Linked DNA regions of Mus musculus: all the other regions are linked to region 4. Evidence: chromatin contacts called from public HiCAR-type and HiChIP or PLAC-seq data. All regions are on one chromosome and are shown on one strand. The core of a region is the stretch at or near the end of the contact, and the rest is flanking DNA. Distances in the headings are between cores, read along the strand shown. Region 1 has its middle 60 kb from the start of Gm39376. Region 2 has its middle 130 kb from the start of Gm35024. Region 3 has its middle 95 kb from the start of Gm39376. Region 4 holds the start of Col12a1 (collagen, type XII, alpha 1). Region 5 has its middle 53 kb from the start of Gm39376.

Region 1 (2,700 bases), core at 70-2,569, 870 kb after region 4:
AAGATGGCCAAACTCAATCTCTGTCCTCCACATGAACAAGCTGACATGCATATGAGACTGCACACAAAATACACCCACCCATATTAGCAGATACATTACACATCACAAACACACACAAGTATATGTTTATGTATTATATGTATACATGCTTGCAAAATATAGAGAGAGTTGGACATATTTAAATAAAAGATAAACAAGAATTTAATCAGTAAATAAATTGATTAGGTTATGAATGTGAAACAGCAGAAACCATATAGATTCATGGACTAAGCAAATAAGATTATTTTAACAACTGTCGTTAATGAAATTTTAATAACATTAACAAGGTAATGTTCATTCCGGTGTCCAATTATATCTCTGTAAAGACATAAGACTCTATCACGGTAAAACATCTTAGTGAATGAGACTTGCATAAAAATCACAACAAGGCAAGAATGCCTTCCTTCTCCCTTCACACCAAAATAGGAAGGAGCACGCAGAGGAAGCAGACACAGCAGGAAAAGTAGGCAGAGCCTCAGACACAGCAGGAAAAGAAGGCAGAGCCAAGCGCCCAGCACTGCAGCCCACACGGCATGAGGTCATCCCTTGAGGTCTGAGAGAAAACTGAAGGGCTACTTCTGTGGAACAGAGTCACACCACAGCTTAGCCTGCCATCTGCATGCTGGACTGCCTCCGGAGGCCCTGTGTGGTCACTCGGGAGCCGGACTGGGGGAAAAAAAAAGAAAATGAGAGAAACACATTCTAGGAACTCCAGGACACGCTGTGCTTCCCATTCAAGCCCTACTTGGGATCTGCAGGCAGGAGAATTTTATACAGAAGAGGGATAAAAGAAAGTAACTCTGTCGTTAGAAATGGGCGCACTGAGCAAATGGCAGCTGGACTCCTCTTAAAAATGCTCCAGGAATAATATTCGATTTGTATTTGACAAGCAGAACATTTGCATAGCATACACGGTAACATTATAACAAAGGTAACATGATAAAACATCAGATTTCCTGTGTCAGCTAAATTAAGACTTTTATTGAGAAGTCAACACAAAGTCATCAGCCGCTATGCAAAATTTCCTTCGTAACTGCGGGCACTTCCTTATTCTATTGAGTTTTAATTCTCTTGCTTACAAAAGCAGAAACTTGGATATCTAAGAAAAAAATCTTCTAGTTTAATGAGTCTTACAATTTTTCAAATAATAAAACTGTGACTTTTTCCCTCTAATTACTTGAAATCCCAAAAGGAGGGAGAGGGAAAAAAGCCACACTCCTCTCACAGCTGCTGAGAGGAGAAAGCAGGGTCCCGAGCTCTCTCCAGCCCCTAGGGCTCAGCAGCTGCAGAAGCTGTGAACATGGCCCAGTTCCAGAGGGGCCTTTTCCTTCTAAGGCAGGGGTGAGAGGACTCTCGCACATCTGGAGAGTCTGGCAAATGTCTCAGTCACCTCCCAGGGTCCTGTACACTTCCTAGCCAGCTAATGATCGAAACAAGTAAACACCGGGGTGCCCCTCCCCCACCCCACATCCTGTGCTTCACCTGTTCTGAGGGTGTGACAGGAAATGTTAGCTTTGGGATGGAAGGGGCAGGTGATGAGGAGTGACGCTGATAACCACCCACACACCTTTAAACAGCTTAAAAAATCATAATAATGCCTGACCCCAGTTCAAGAAGTCACCTAGTCAAACGCGTCCTTTAAGAAACCAGCAAGTGTTTGGAAATCAGTTGAGTTATAAACATGCTGTGAAATCATATCCCGGCTGCACCCAGGTGCTCAGAGACGTGTGGCTCTAAGCCAGTCTCTTACAGTCTTTCCAGAGACTGCTGGAAAGACCCATTTCCCTGAAAACACACAACCCATTGACTCAGGGTGATCTGTTCACTACATAGATGAAGAGGAACAAATTTAAGACACCACAGTATTTGAAAAACACATTTTACTGATTTGGAAAGAAGTTAGTCAACACTGACCTACCGGTTTCAATATACAGAAAACAGTGACAGTAAGGCGTGGTGGTCCTTTCACTACTTCTGCAAAGCTGCTTATGAACACATAAGATGACTTTTCAACGCGCTCAGGAAATCAGCAATGTGCTAATGAGTGCCTCTCTATCCCATTTTCCTGGGTTACACCTCCTCCTCTATGCTCACAATAGCTTTTATACTCACAATAGGTTTTTGTTCCACCTTCTCTTATTCTGAAATATAAGAAAATATTTAATCAACTCACTGAGAGGTAACACAACAAGCTCGGGGTGTTCCACTACTCTAGAGTTATCCCTCTCTCAGCAGGAAAAAGTGCTTAGCCCATGAGAAGGACAGTAGACAGAGGGATGCTATGCCTACCTAGGTCAATCAAAACGACAGACATAAAAAACAGGAGCACTCTAAGTCTACAAACCCTGATTATTACGAAACTGCCTACTCCTAAATTTAAAATGTTCTTTTCCTGGTGTTCCTAATGTCCCCTTGTTACCACCATAACAGGTTAATAGCTAACAGTGATAAAAACTAATTCTAAAACTTAAAAAGGAGGGAAGAAAGGATGGAAGGATCAAAGGAAGGAACAGAAGGGGAAGGAAAGGGGAGGGGAGGAAAAGAAAAAGACAAAGACAAAGACAGACAAAGACAAAGACAAAGACAAAGACAAAGACAAAGACAAAGACAGACAAAGACAAAGACAAAGACAAAGACAATAAATTTTCCACAGAGCCATTC
Region 2 (2,700 bases), core at 198-2,697, 560 kb after region 4:
CGGATAATGATTAAAATAAAGGGATGACCATGTCATTAAACTTGGGTCTAAATTGGTAGGATGTATAGTGCCTAAGGTAATACTAAGACAAACATCATCTCTGTGGCTTTGTTATGTCCAGGTATACTCATTAGCGGGAGGAAATTCTGATGGGGAATATTGATAACATGAGAGCACTGTAAGTCTGAGTGTGTATGTGTATGTGTGTTTGATTCTAGTGTGTCATTGGAATTAGGCAACAGTAGATTCAAATATGTAAAGTATATCTGTACTAGAAATACATTTATGTACTCATCCATGATGTTGTTTGACCCAGGATAACACAATACATAGAATATGTGTTTCTCTTTGCCATCAAACACTTTTTAAAAATATTTACTATTTTAGAGCAATTTTAGGTTCACAGTAAAAGTAAGAAGAAGGTATGAAGGTATAGAGATTTCCCTGACAACTCAAGCCCCTACACACACATACACACACACACACACACACACACACACACACACACACACAGTGAAAGAGAGAGAGAGAGAGAGAACACAAAGAGAGAGAACACAAAGAGAGAGAACACAAAGAGAGAGAACACACAAAGAGAGGGAGAGAGATAGAGCGACAGACAGACAGACAGAGTTTTCACCTGTTCAATCAATATTTATCTTTCAGGTCTCATTTTGACTAGCAATCCAGACTCTACTAGGTCCCCTAGATTATTTGTAGGGCTCTGAGCGTCTCTATAGTCAACTCAAATTCAATAGCTTCTACAACTTCCATGGTGCTCCTTAAACTGTAAGTAAAGATTCACTAATACAGAATTGTTTTTCTTCTTTCTTTGCTTCCATTAGGGTAAAAGAACTTCATGCTCCACCTAAGGTGCAGGGAAAGGGCTCTGGAACTGTGCTTCTTGGCATGCTGTTCAGCTTCTACCTCATCACAGAAATAGACATGATGATGATGTATTATTTAACCTCTGCATATTATTATTTTGAAATAACAATGGCATCTTTGTAATGACTTGGTAAATACTTTCTAGATGAAACTAAGCAGTTTGGCCCAGATCCTTTAGTGCTTTGATTTCCTCACAAGTCATTTTCTGGTTCCTCTTTTACAAAGCAAGCTGACCAGTTTTGCTATTATGAGAAATAAGTTAAAAATTAGCATTCCGTTTCATTACTATATTGTTAGGAAATTCTAAGGGAGCTAAGTCCTTCCAAGACTCTGACTTCAGTTCACTATACTCCCGAATGTTTTTAGATTTATATTCATGATTAAACATTTTCAGAATCCTATTTTTAGTCAACTGCGTTGGTATTTCCTACAAATGGGATTCTGTACCAATTGAAACCAGCACAAAACGGAAAAGGAAACAAAGGCTCTGACATTTAGCCCTGAGTGCCAGGCTTGCTTGTCATTAGTAAACAGAGGCTCTTTTTGTTAACTTCTGTATCCAAAAATTGTGACCTTTGTCCATTACTCACTGGTGGCTTTGGGCTTACATTGTTTGTGTGGTTCCTTCCCGAACATTCATCCTCCTTATTTTTAATTTATTTTTCACTTAAAAGACACTTGATTCTTATCAAGATAAGATAACCTATATTGCCCCTCATCTTTGTTCACATTTGTAGTAACTATCTAGCAGAAATGTAAAATAGCTCAAAACTCTCAACCCTGACATTACACTCTCAGAAACATTTTCCTCACATGATTTCTTTGTAAAACAACTGAACTAAATGGAGACATTACAGGAAAACTCCAGATTCTTAATCGTTAAATTTATTGTTTCTGTGTATTTACTAATTACAGTTATGTGAGTCTCCCATGACTATTTATGTGCATTTGTTAAGTGTCTTGATGGCACTTTCCTTCAGTTACCAATGGTATTCAGGAGCATACATTTAACTCAAATAGAGTCTTCATTGTGAAAATTACCCCTGACAACTCACCTACTTAAAACCTGTATTTAACTCCAAAATGATATCCCAGAATCCATGTGCTTGTTTGTCGACAGTGTGTACAGCGCTGTGCAGAGAATTTGAAGCCATCTTCCATACACTACAGCTGAGGCTTCTGAAGAATACGCTTTCATTTTCTGATTGTACTTCTCTTCCATAAAAAGATAGATCTCAGTTCCACTCTACTAGTGCCACATTGTCCCCACTGTGTTTCACATTGTCCCCACTGTGTGCTCTTCTTGTCTATTTTTCTGTTTAACATGGGCCTTAACACAGTGCTAAAATCCTATCTAGTGTTGTGCAAAAATAATGACTATGCCGTGACTATGGAAATGCACACGTGAGCTAGGTGTCCGTGTATTTAGTTTTACAGAGACAATAATTCATATCAACTATGTCTTTAAGGAAAAACACACTTACAGTTAGAGAGTTAGCTTAATAGTTAAGAGTACCTGTTGCTCTTGAAGAAGACCAGAGTTCTATTCTAAAATACACATAACTGCCTGTCACTTCAGCTCCAAGGAATCTGATTCCCTCTTCTAACCTCCACAGCTACTTGCATGTACATAATACATACATCCATGCACATGTGCATACAAAAATAAACACATTTTCAATAATTCAATTTTCAACAAACTCATGGATGGCCATGAACAATGAGAATCAGCTGTGTGTGCTTTGTTGTTGCCTCTTAATTCTTTAAAAATAATCCATACAGGTAAAAATATTTTAATTAGGGGGCTGGAGAGAT
Region 3 (2,700 bases), core at 114-2,613, 840 kb after region 4:
GACTTGAATAAGGATGAATAGAGGATGTTAATAATAAAATGACTATATTCTTGACAGGGTGTAGGGTGGCTGGAGAATATCAGTTGCTAGGGTCTAGTCTGTGAGAAAAACTACAGCAGAAAGATATGTGATCGGGGAGTTTTAGAACTGACCTAGATGTCTGCCATTTAAGCAATGAGAGACGCAGACAGACACTTCTGGGAACCAAATTCGGGAGGATTTTTTTCCTCTCTCTCTCCTAATGTAGTATCCAACAGATGTGTGCAGGCAAATGGTCGTTAGAAGTGAAAATGAGAATATGAAAGGAGAGAAAAGGGAATGAAAAGAGTGTGCAAGTGTAACACACGGAGAGACTGGGGAAAATATAACAGTGATACCTGCCAGTAGGAAGCAGGGCACTGCAGCAGCAGCAGCAGCAGCAGCATGGACAAAGTGAAGTCAGCACAGTAATGCTAGCACATCAGCTGCTTCAAAACAAAAAAAATGAAAACACACTTGAGAAAGGGACACTGTTTACTCATTAGGAGATCAAAATGTACCCTTGAAGAAAGCATTTCTAACTGGTTTTAGAAAACAAAGGGGGAAAAGTTAAAAAAAAAAAGTCATTCATTTGAGAACTTTGGTGAATAAATTGGTGAATAAATTGATAATTCAATGAATGCAAAGCTGAAAGACTGGCATAAACCCTTGGGAAAAATGCAGGTGTTTGGAAGGGTGAAAAAAGCTACCAAGAAAAAGGGCGGGGGGTGGGGGTGGGGGTAAGAACAGCACTGAAAAGGGATGGAATGCTTGCTGAAATAATGAGGCATACGGAGATTATAAAGAGCTCTACTGCAGGCATAGGATTAGTCCTGCAGTGGAGAGGACCAGCTCTTCTGACAAAGAACATCAAAAGATTCATTGAAAAGATATCCTGAGATATTGTAGAAAAGGAGGTAACTTCACACTTAGACCAAGTTACCCCAGCGTCTGTATGAATGGCATTTTTGGTGAATCAACTATGTCAAGAATAAATTATGCACAGCAATCTTATGCTTCACTTGAATTCTTCATTTTGTTGGTTTTGCTTGAGTTCAGCTTTGTGTCTGGTGTTTTGTGGATTTGTCTTGGACTGTGAAATACAATATACTTAAACATTAAACTGAAAGACTGGAGTCACAATGATGAAGGGACAAAATTGCAGGAGGGAGGGGGGTTACCAAGGGCAGTTCGCAAATTCCTGGGAGCAAAGGTCTTGTTTTGACCAAAATAAACAATCCAGAATGGAGGGGAAATTCATGCTCATGGTCTCCGCACTACAGAGCTGACCTATGTTTTTGGAAAGGCAAGGCAAAAATCTCCCAGATGGTGCTGGCTGGCACAGACAATGAGGAAACTGAAGGAGTCTGCTGAAAAGGGAGGCAGACACAATGAGCAGGCTTGTTCAACACCAGGCCTGTTCTGCTCTGGGCCAGATTTCCTTTCCATGTGCTCAAAACTAGAAAGCTAAAGCTGTTTCACAGACCCCACGCAGCCAATGCTTCAGCTGTGTCTGCCATTCAGATACTCATGCATGGAACTTCAGTACGGAATGGGATTAAATGGAGAGAGGGGAGCATCTGAGAAATAATTAGCTGGTACCCGAGATAAGACACTGTGTGGCTCTCCCAACACAGGGAAGATGATGAAGCATGTTTTTGGAGCCAATAGATTTCCCTGGGACTGAACAACAGAACACTTGATGCTGATGCTGAGATAGCTGTGTCCTTGGCAGGACAATTCTGGCATGTGGTTTGGGGCTCGTTCCGGCAGACACAGTGTAAAGTCTCCTCCTCTGGCTGCTCTGGGGATTTAACAAGCCCTAAAATCCCTATATTCTATCCCCATCTGAAAGCAGCTTCCAGCTACTGAAACCAAACCCTGAGTATTACAAGAGGTCAACAAACTACACAACCAAAATGACAGCCAAGTGATTTTGTGGCATGGGAGCTAAGAACAGCTTTTCAAGTAGTTACATTTTAAATGATTCTATCAGTTAGGGTGACTACATTATTCTACAAAATATACAATGCTTAGTTAAAGGTAATTTTCAGATCAGCAACAAATAATTTATTCCTAATTAAGACTATGTTCCAAATAGTATATGGGAAGTCTTTGTGTGTGTGTGTGTGTGTGTGTGTGTGTGTATCAAACAATGCTTTATTGGCCAACCATAATATAATATACACCCTTGATATACTCAATTTTCCTCCAGGTCTGAAAAGACTAGAATTTTTACTATCTGACCATTTAAGAAAACGATTTATTGTCCATGGAATATGTTCTTCTAACTGGACTGCCTTGACTGACCTCAGTGAGAGAGGATGTACCTAGCCCTGCAGAGTTGGGGTATACCCAGAGAGTCCCCACCTTTTCAGAAGAGAAGGGGAGGGGGCTGGAAGGAAGGATGGGGGTGACCAGAGGGATGAGCATGATGTAAAGGAGAGAGAGAGAGAGAGAGAGAGAGAGAGAGAGAGAGAGAGAGAGAGAGAGATTTGTGTGTAGAGGCCTAAGACCCATGCTCCTGTTGACAGTGAAGAACAGGGAGGAGGCTACTTTTACTGTGACTACAGATACTCAGTTGAAAGGGAGAGTTATGGAAGGTTTCTATGACAACCCCTCCCGCTCCAACCCTTTCTCACCCTTGGCAGATAAAAGTAACAAGGTTCACAGGACATCACC
Region 4 (2,700 bases), core at 1-2,500:
AGCAGGGAAGTCAAATCTGCAGAGGTAAGATCAAGCATGGAAGAAAGGCTTAAGTCAGGTGTGCTCGCAACTTCTGCTACCAAGGGGCGGTCTACTCCAGGGTCTAGAGCCCTGTCCTGTTTCCAGTACCCACTAGCCCAACCCTGCTGAGGCGACGTCTCTGGGCTTCAAGGGGCGGGAAATTCGCGGAGCGAGTTCTGAGCTCACAAACGCGTGTAGGAATCCGTCTTCGAGCCCTTTCCGGATAACAACGTGTGACTACTGGACACTTCATCCCATGCGTCTTGTACAATTTGGCAACTTCAAGTGCCAGACTCCCACTGCGTCCAAGGGGTGGAGTGCCGGGAACCGGGGAGCTGCAGAAAAGAGCCCGTGTGCTGGCGGAGTATCCGGCTCCTAGTTGGCCTTCTCAGTAGCTCGCGCCTGCGTGCGAGCGTCCCCGAGCGAGCTCCTCTCCGTCCTTTTCACCTCTAGGAATTTTTTAGGGAAGAGCTGCCTGAAGCCCCAACGTGGGCCAGATTTTACTCTTAAACTGACAAGAAATTTCTAAGGAGAATAAAACTTGTTCTTAAGTGTCCCGTTGGGATGCCCCCGCCGCCCCCGCCCCCAGGTACCAATAACTTTCCTCTCCCTCCCTCCAGACTGAATCGAAGCCTCCCATCTCTATCCTGAAAAACTAGGTTAGACAGACAGGCCTGGGAAAGCCATCCTAGCCCTGAGCCGGGAGCAGGCAGGCGGCTGTCGGAGTTTTCAAAGTCGCGCCTTGGAGACTGGGAAAGACAGAGGCCCGCCGCGTGCACAGACAGTTAGTTAATGGAAAGCCTGTAAATCGGTTTTAAGTGCACCCAGGACAGAGGGGGAGGAAGGTGGACGTGGGGACGGTGGCGGCCGGAGATGCAATGGTGAGGGACAAAGGGGATGCCCATCCCGCTGCTCTGAAACGAAGATCCGTTCCCCACTTCTCCATTGTTCTTATTTTAGAAAAATAAACGTATTAAAGAAACTCGTTGGGTTAGGGAAACCCGAGCCCCCTAGCCCGCCCCAAGCGGAGGAGTCCGCGGCCTCCCTTGGCAGGGAACCCGGCTGCGGCTGTCCCCCTCTCTCCCTCCCTCCTCCCCGCCCCCGGAGGGGCATTGCTACTACGGCGATCGCCACCTCACGCCGAAGGAATGCTCGAAGTATGCACACGTTCCCAAAAGTAGACCTCCTTCACCGCCGAGGAGCATACATCACCCGTGGCAGCCTTCCACCTTCTCAGGCGTTTCGTAACCGAGTAAACTGAGAGCCGGGAACAGCCCTCTATTAAGTAGCCCGCGGCGCGGAGTCTCTTCCCAGTCGGCAAAGGCGGCCGCTGCAGACGCGTCCGCCCGCAGCTGCATTCAGTCCCCCTGCCTCCGCTCACTCTGCGCACTAGGCGCTGCTGCTGGGTGCTCCCATCGCCTTTTCCACACCGGCGGCCGCCAGGTGCTCCCGGAGCGCAGCGCCCTCCCAGGCCCGGGGGGTCCCACGCGCAGGCTGCTGGACGCCCGCTCCCTCTGTCACCTCCGGCTCAGGTCAGTCTGGCTTCTGTTCCCCACCCCAACCCCCACCCCTCGCGCCCTTTCCCAAAGATAACTGGGGAAAGTGGCTTCTTGCTTGCACCTTAACCCGGGGCTGGCAGAATGCCCAGCAGGGGCTGCTTGGCTTTGGAAGCGATTGATTAGTGTGCCCGAGATAGATCTGTGGCACAGGAGTTTGGCGGTTTCTTTGGAGTTTTGGAGGGAGAAGGAAAGGTGGCTTGCTTGTGTGCCAAGTGGGACTCAGTGTATCCATCTGTAGGGCAATGTCCTCTATAGTCTCTGTCGCTTTCAGTGAAGTGCACGGGCTGCATAGGTCGCTCTTTATAATCTGGTGGCTTTGCCAGGGACTCCAGGCTTGCAGCAGGGACTCAAGGCATTGCCAGAAAACGAAGTGAAGTACTGTACGCTCCGCGAAGAATTCCATGGAGGGCCAGTGGAAAGCGCTCCAGCTTGGGGAGACTAGGCGCTAGTGGCATCTCCAGATGCTCGGGGGAGCTGCCCTGGCTCCATCCTCCACTGCTTTCAAAGTGCTGCTGGGTTAGGCCAGCTCTCGCAGCTTCTGAGACTTCCTTTTTGGGTTCCTCCTGAATGCACTGGGATTAAGTTTTACCCAGGGTCAGTCAATGGGACCTTTGAGGAGGGTTCTCCTCCAGTCTTTGAGTGCACAGATCAGAGTGCGTGGAGTCAGTGCATTTGAGAGCAGTTGACAAATGGGACCTGCATCTGGCTTCCTCAGCCACCATCCCCTGACCAATTCAGATCTTTGGCATACACCTCCTCTCAGCTCCAAGGTTAGGGTCTTCTAAAGAATACTGGGGTAGGATTGGGGGAGGGGGGCGAAGAAACAAGTCTAAGCTCGTCCTTGGCTAGGTAGCCTTTATAGAAGACGTAGGTGACGCCTGGACTCTAGATGGGCCCACGAAACATTTGTGTGCCTGTGTGTGCGTTTGAAAAAAAAAGTTAAATTGAGAGAGTTAAGAAGTTGGCTCCTTCCAGCAAGGGGTGGGGGAGGGGCAAGTTGTCCGAAAGAGACCAGTTCCCATAGTGCCCCCACTCCGGGCAGTTGATTCATTTTCATTCATGAGGGGAAGTGAGGGAAATCCTACTGCCACGTAAGGGCTACCGCTTTCAGACATCTATG
Region 5 (2,710 bases), core at 148-2,647, 990 kb after region 4:
CACTGAAGCAGTAAGTGTGGCTTCTTGGGAAAAAAAAAATGAAGGCACAGCTGCCCATGAGGCGTCTCCACTAAGGCCTACGCTGTGAGATGGGGGCACTCAGGAGGAGCCTGTCCTAATGGTCCAGCCTCTGTCTCTGGGTAAGGAGGGCCATCTTTACAAACTCCCTGTTGTCTGATATGGGTTCTCTAATTCTGAATCTTTTTTAGCATTAGGCCTGACACCTTAGTCATAAGCAATGCTCACATTTTCATTGGATCTATTTTGTTGGTAACTAGCAAGTGGATTTTTTTTTCCTTTCCAAACAAACAATAGCAAAACAGAATTCATTTCTTCAGATGTTTCCCTTCTAATTAGTTCAGGAAAAAGAATGAAGGAAGGAAGGAAGGAAGGAAGGAAGGAAGAGAAAGAAAAGGAAATGAGTTAAATAAAATCTTTCAGTGATGATTTATAAATGGTTGAAGAGACTGAAGCAAGAAAACTTGCTGAGACAAAACCTATCCCATCCCTATTTCCTCTGGGGTGAATTATGAGGGGCAGGGTTTCAGCCAGAACCCCTTACTTCACTTGGGAAATGTAAGCTGTGGCTCATTAGGAGATCACTGGGAATTTGCACCATTTGGACTCTGGCCAGCCCCCAAAAGCTAACTGCTGATAGTGGGAAGACTGGGAAGAGGAACAAATAAAGGGATCCAGTGACACCCCCCACCCCCACTGCCACCCTCATCCCAGCCTGAAGTTTACCTTCAGGCGACTAATCGTAACCTGATGGCTGAATTAGCTTCCCAAACCCTTATATACACTCCAAAACCAACACTCTCTCTATCCATAATCAATGTATATGCTACATATTCCTTTCTGGGGGGAGTTTATTCCATTCATTTGGCACTCCCAAATGTTGGGGATTGGTTCTAATGCTTTGATTTAATCGGGACTCTGCGTGTCCACATGCTGAAGGTCCTTGTCCCCATTTGGTTTTTCATCGATCAATAAAGATGACAACAGCCAATGGTTGGGCAAAGTGAGATGGGGCGGGACTCTTAGATTTGTATGGGCTAGGATGCAGGAGAGAGGAGGGGGGGGGGGGGGAAGAATCACCAGGTTTCAGAGGGAGACAGGTGAGATTTAGAGCTGCAAAAGAAAAATCATCTGAAATGTAGGTGAGAAGGAATGTGGCCCCTGCAAGGACTGCCCAGAAGCGTCTTAGGCAGCAGAGACTAGGGGGCCGCTCAAAAGAAGGGGCAGCAAAGATAGATCATAGATTTAGAGGGTATTGAGTCAGGAGTACCAGATGGAAATCTATGATAGACAGGCAGAGGGTTAGAACTGCCCAGCCTTTGAGCTAGCTAAGGCATTTCGAAAACTAAGCTAATGTGTGGGTGTCTTTCATTTGCAGATCTAAAGAGTTCCTGGGCAGGTGGCAGGAAGCAAGCAACCCACTGGGAGCACAAAGCAGTGTAGCTAAACTCACTGCTGCACTCCCCCATGAATAAATGAAAGACAGCAATAGAAAGGTTTTCTATATGGCTATATGGCTCAAATCTCTGACCATAACATGAAGTCTAGCCCTAACTCTTCCTATTTTAAACGATTGCCCAAGAGATATTATGTCGCACCATTAAATAGAGCTCACCTCAATGCAACTGACGACAGCCTAAAATGGAACTGGATTCACATGGGCTGTGAGAGGCTCACCAAAGGTGACCTTAGGCAAAAATAGGAGGAGCAGTACGGTGAAGCCAGTCAAGATATGCACTTCAGACTTGAGTCTCGCATTTGTGCTTGAGATACAGGGGAATGGACTGAGCCAAATGATTAGGGGAGCCCCTCCTCCCATATCACCGCCCCTGGCACAGGCATTCTCACAAAACAGACAAGAGGCTTAATTAATGCAGAACTCCCCTATCTCAGGGAACTTTCTGTGGGAGCAGTGTTGGACCTAAGGCATCCTGACAGAACCTATGGTGGGAAAGGCAAGCTAGGGAAAGGATTCAATTATCAGCAGAATAGATGTCAGGGTTTTTTTTTTTAAGCTACCCTGTTTCCTCATCCAGGGATGCAAAACAAAGAGGTTCCTCCAATATGACTGAGAACTCTCAGTCATATTGCTGGAGAGGTTGCTAGAGTCCCAGCTTTTGCCCTAAAACTTCTAGTAACACTGGCACTAAGGTTACAGGGTTGAGCTGGAGAAGCTTGGGGTAGGTATGCCAGCCACATCCTGTCACCATGGTGCCAGTGTTACTGGAAGTCTGAGGTCAAAAGCTGGGACTCTAGCAACCTCTCAAAACTAGACTCAACTACCTACTCCAATATGTCTATTGAAGAGACAAGTCATCATGGCTAGCAGAGAAAAGAGCTTGACTCAGTGTGGCCACGCTGGGAAGAGGAGGAATAAAGGGGCCCGGTATTCTGCCCCTCCCCACAAGTCTATAGTTAATAAACTGACATGACATTTAGATTTAAATAGAGGGTCAGGAGTATGCACGGGAATAGTCCTGCACAAGCTCTGGTCATTCTCTCAACTTTCATTTGTCCTACATGGTCCTAATTGTATGCTGGAGCCAGGAAAAACTCCTTCCTGGGAGGCACCTCTTTCCTCTGGCTTTATACCAGGCCTTCAGCCTTTATCTCCCTCCCCCCTCCAGCACTACACCACTAGGGAAATTTTAATTCTTTAGTGTCCACTGTTTCAATATTCTGATAGCCAGGG

Evidence for each region. HiCAR-type assays count read pairs that join an accessible place to other places. HiChIP or PLAC-seq counts read pairs in DNA pulled down with a chosen protein or histone mark.
Region 1: a contact with region 4 is called in an H3K4me3 HiChIP or PLAC-seq map of embryonic limb bud, with 6 times the contacts expected there. The contact joins the enhancer-like site here to the promoter of Col12a1 in region 4. A contact is called at or near these places in 8 of 39 promoter capture datasets (cranial neural crest, embryonic stem cells, frontonasal cranial neural crest and 3 more), 4 of 484 Hi-C or Micro-C datasets (cortical neurons, embryonic stem cells and uterus), 11 of 115 datasets of contacts at active chromatin or transcription factors (astrocytes, craniofacial prominence, embryonic basal ganglia and 8 more) and 2 of 9 other capture datasets (adipose tissue and embryonic stem cells).
Region 2: an H3K4me3 HiChIP or PLAC-seq map of stem cell-derived neural progenitor cells shows a contact between it and region 4, with 22 read pairs. The contact joins the enhancer-like site here to the promoter of Col12a1 in region 4. A contact is called at or near these places in 1 of 39 promoter capture datasets (frontonasal cranial neural crest), 3 of 484 Hi-C or Micro-C datasets (adipose-derived mesenchymal stem cells, cortical neurons and nephron progenitors), 11 of 115 datasets of contacts at active chromatin or transcription factors (craniofacial prominence, embryonic fibroblasts, embryonic forebrain and 7 more) and 2 of 9 other capture datasets (adipose tissue and embryonic stem cells).
Region 3: a contact with region 4 is called in an H3K4me3 HiChIP or PLAC-seq map of embryonic forebrain, with 12 times the contacts expected there. The contact joins the enhancer-like site here to the promoter of Col12a1 in region 4. A contact is called at or near these places in 5 of 39 promoter capture datasets (the 3T3-L1 cell line, the HPC-7 cell line, hippocampal neurons and 2 more), 4 of 115 datasets of contacts at active chromatin or transcription factors (embryonic basal ganglia, embryonic forebrain, embryonic limb bud and 1 more) and 1 of 9 other capture datasets (embryonic stem cells).
Region 5: a HiCAR-type map of embryonic stem cells shows a contact between it and region 4, with 20 times the contacts expected there. The contact joins the enhancer-like site here to the promoter of Col12a1 in region 4. A contact is called at or near these places in 6 of 39 promoter capture datasets (the 3T3-L1 cell line, HPC-7-derived erythroid cells, embryonic stem cells and 1 more), 3 of 484 Hi-C or Micro-C datasets (the G1E-ER4 cell line, embryonic stem cells and hematopoietic stem and progenitor cells) and 13 of 115 datasets of contacts at active chromatin or transcription factors (craniofacial prominence, embryonic basal ganglia, embryonic forebrain and 8 more).

Annotation. Positions count from the first base shown.
Region 1 is chr9:78,844,215-78,846,914 of GRCm38.p6, reverse strand. No RefSeq gene overlaps it. Among named protein-coding and RNA genes, the nearest start is that of Gm39376, 60 kb to the right of the region's middle. Within about 2 kb of position 1,319, at least 31 of the 459 cell types and tissues checked have an H3K27ac peak or open chromatin away from gene starts, as enhancers often do. A contact at or near this core is called in embryonic limb bud, neural tube and uterus, where this site is marked.
Region 2 is chr9:79,153,693-79,156,392 of GRCm38.p6, reverse strand. No RefSeq gene overlaps it. Among named protein-coding and RNA genes, the nearest start is that of Gm35024, 130 kb to the right of the region's middle. Within about 2 kb of position 1,447, at least 10 of the 459 cell types and tissues checked have an H3K27ac peak or open chromatin away from gene starts, as enhancers often do. A contact at or near this core is called in stem cell-derived neural progenitor cells, where this site is marked.
Region 3 is chr9:78,879,219-78,881,918 of GRCm38.p6, reverse strand. No RefSeq gene overlaps it. Among named protein-coding and RNA genes, the nearest start is that of Gm39376, 95 kb to the right of the region's middle. Within about 2 kb of position 1,363, at least 74 of the 459 cell types and tissues checked have an H3K27ac peak or open chromatin away from gene starts, as enhancers often do. A contact at or near this core is called in embryonic basal ganglia, embryonic forebrain and embryonic limb bud, where this site is marked.
Region 4 is chr9:79,717,272-79,719,971 of GRCm38.p6, reverse strand. It overlaps Col12a1 (collagen, type XII, alpha 1), which reads left to right and starts at 1,250. Exons shown (of 66, transcript NM_001290308.1): 1 at 1,250-1,553.
Region 5 is chr9:78,731,153-78,733,862 of GRCm38.p6, reverse strand. No RefSeq gene overlaps it. Among named protein-coding and RNA genes, the nearest start is that of Gm39376, 53 kb to the left of the region's middle. Within about 2 kb of position 1,397, at least 5 of the 459 cell types and tissues checked have an H3K27ac peak or open chromatin away from gene starts, as enhancers often do. A contact at or near this core is called in embryonic stem cells, where this site is marked.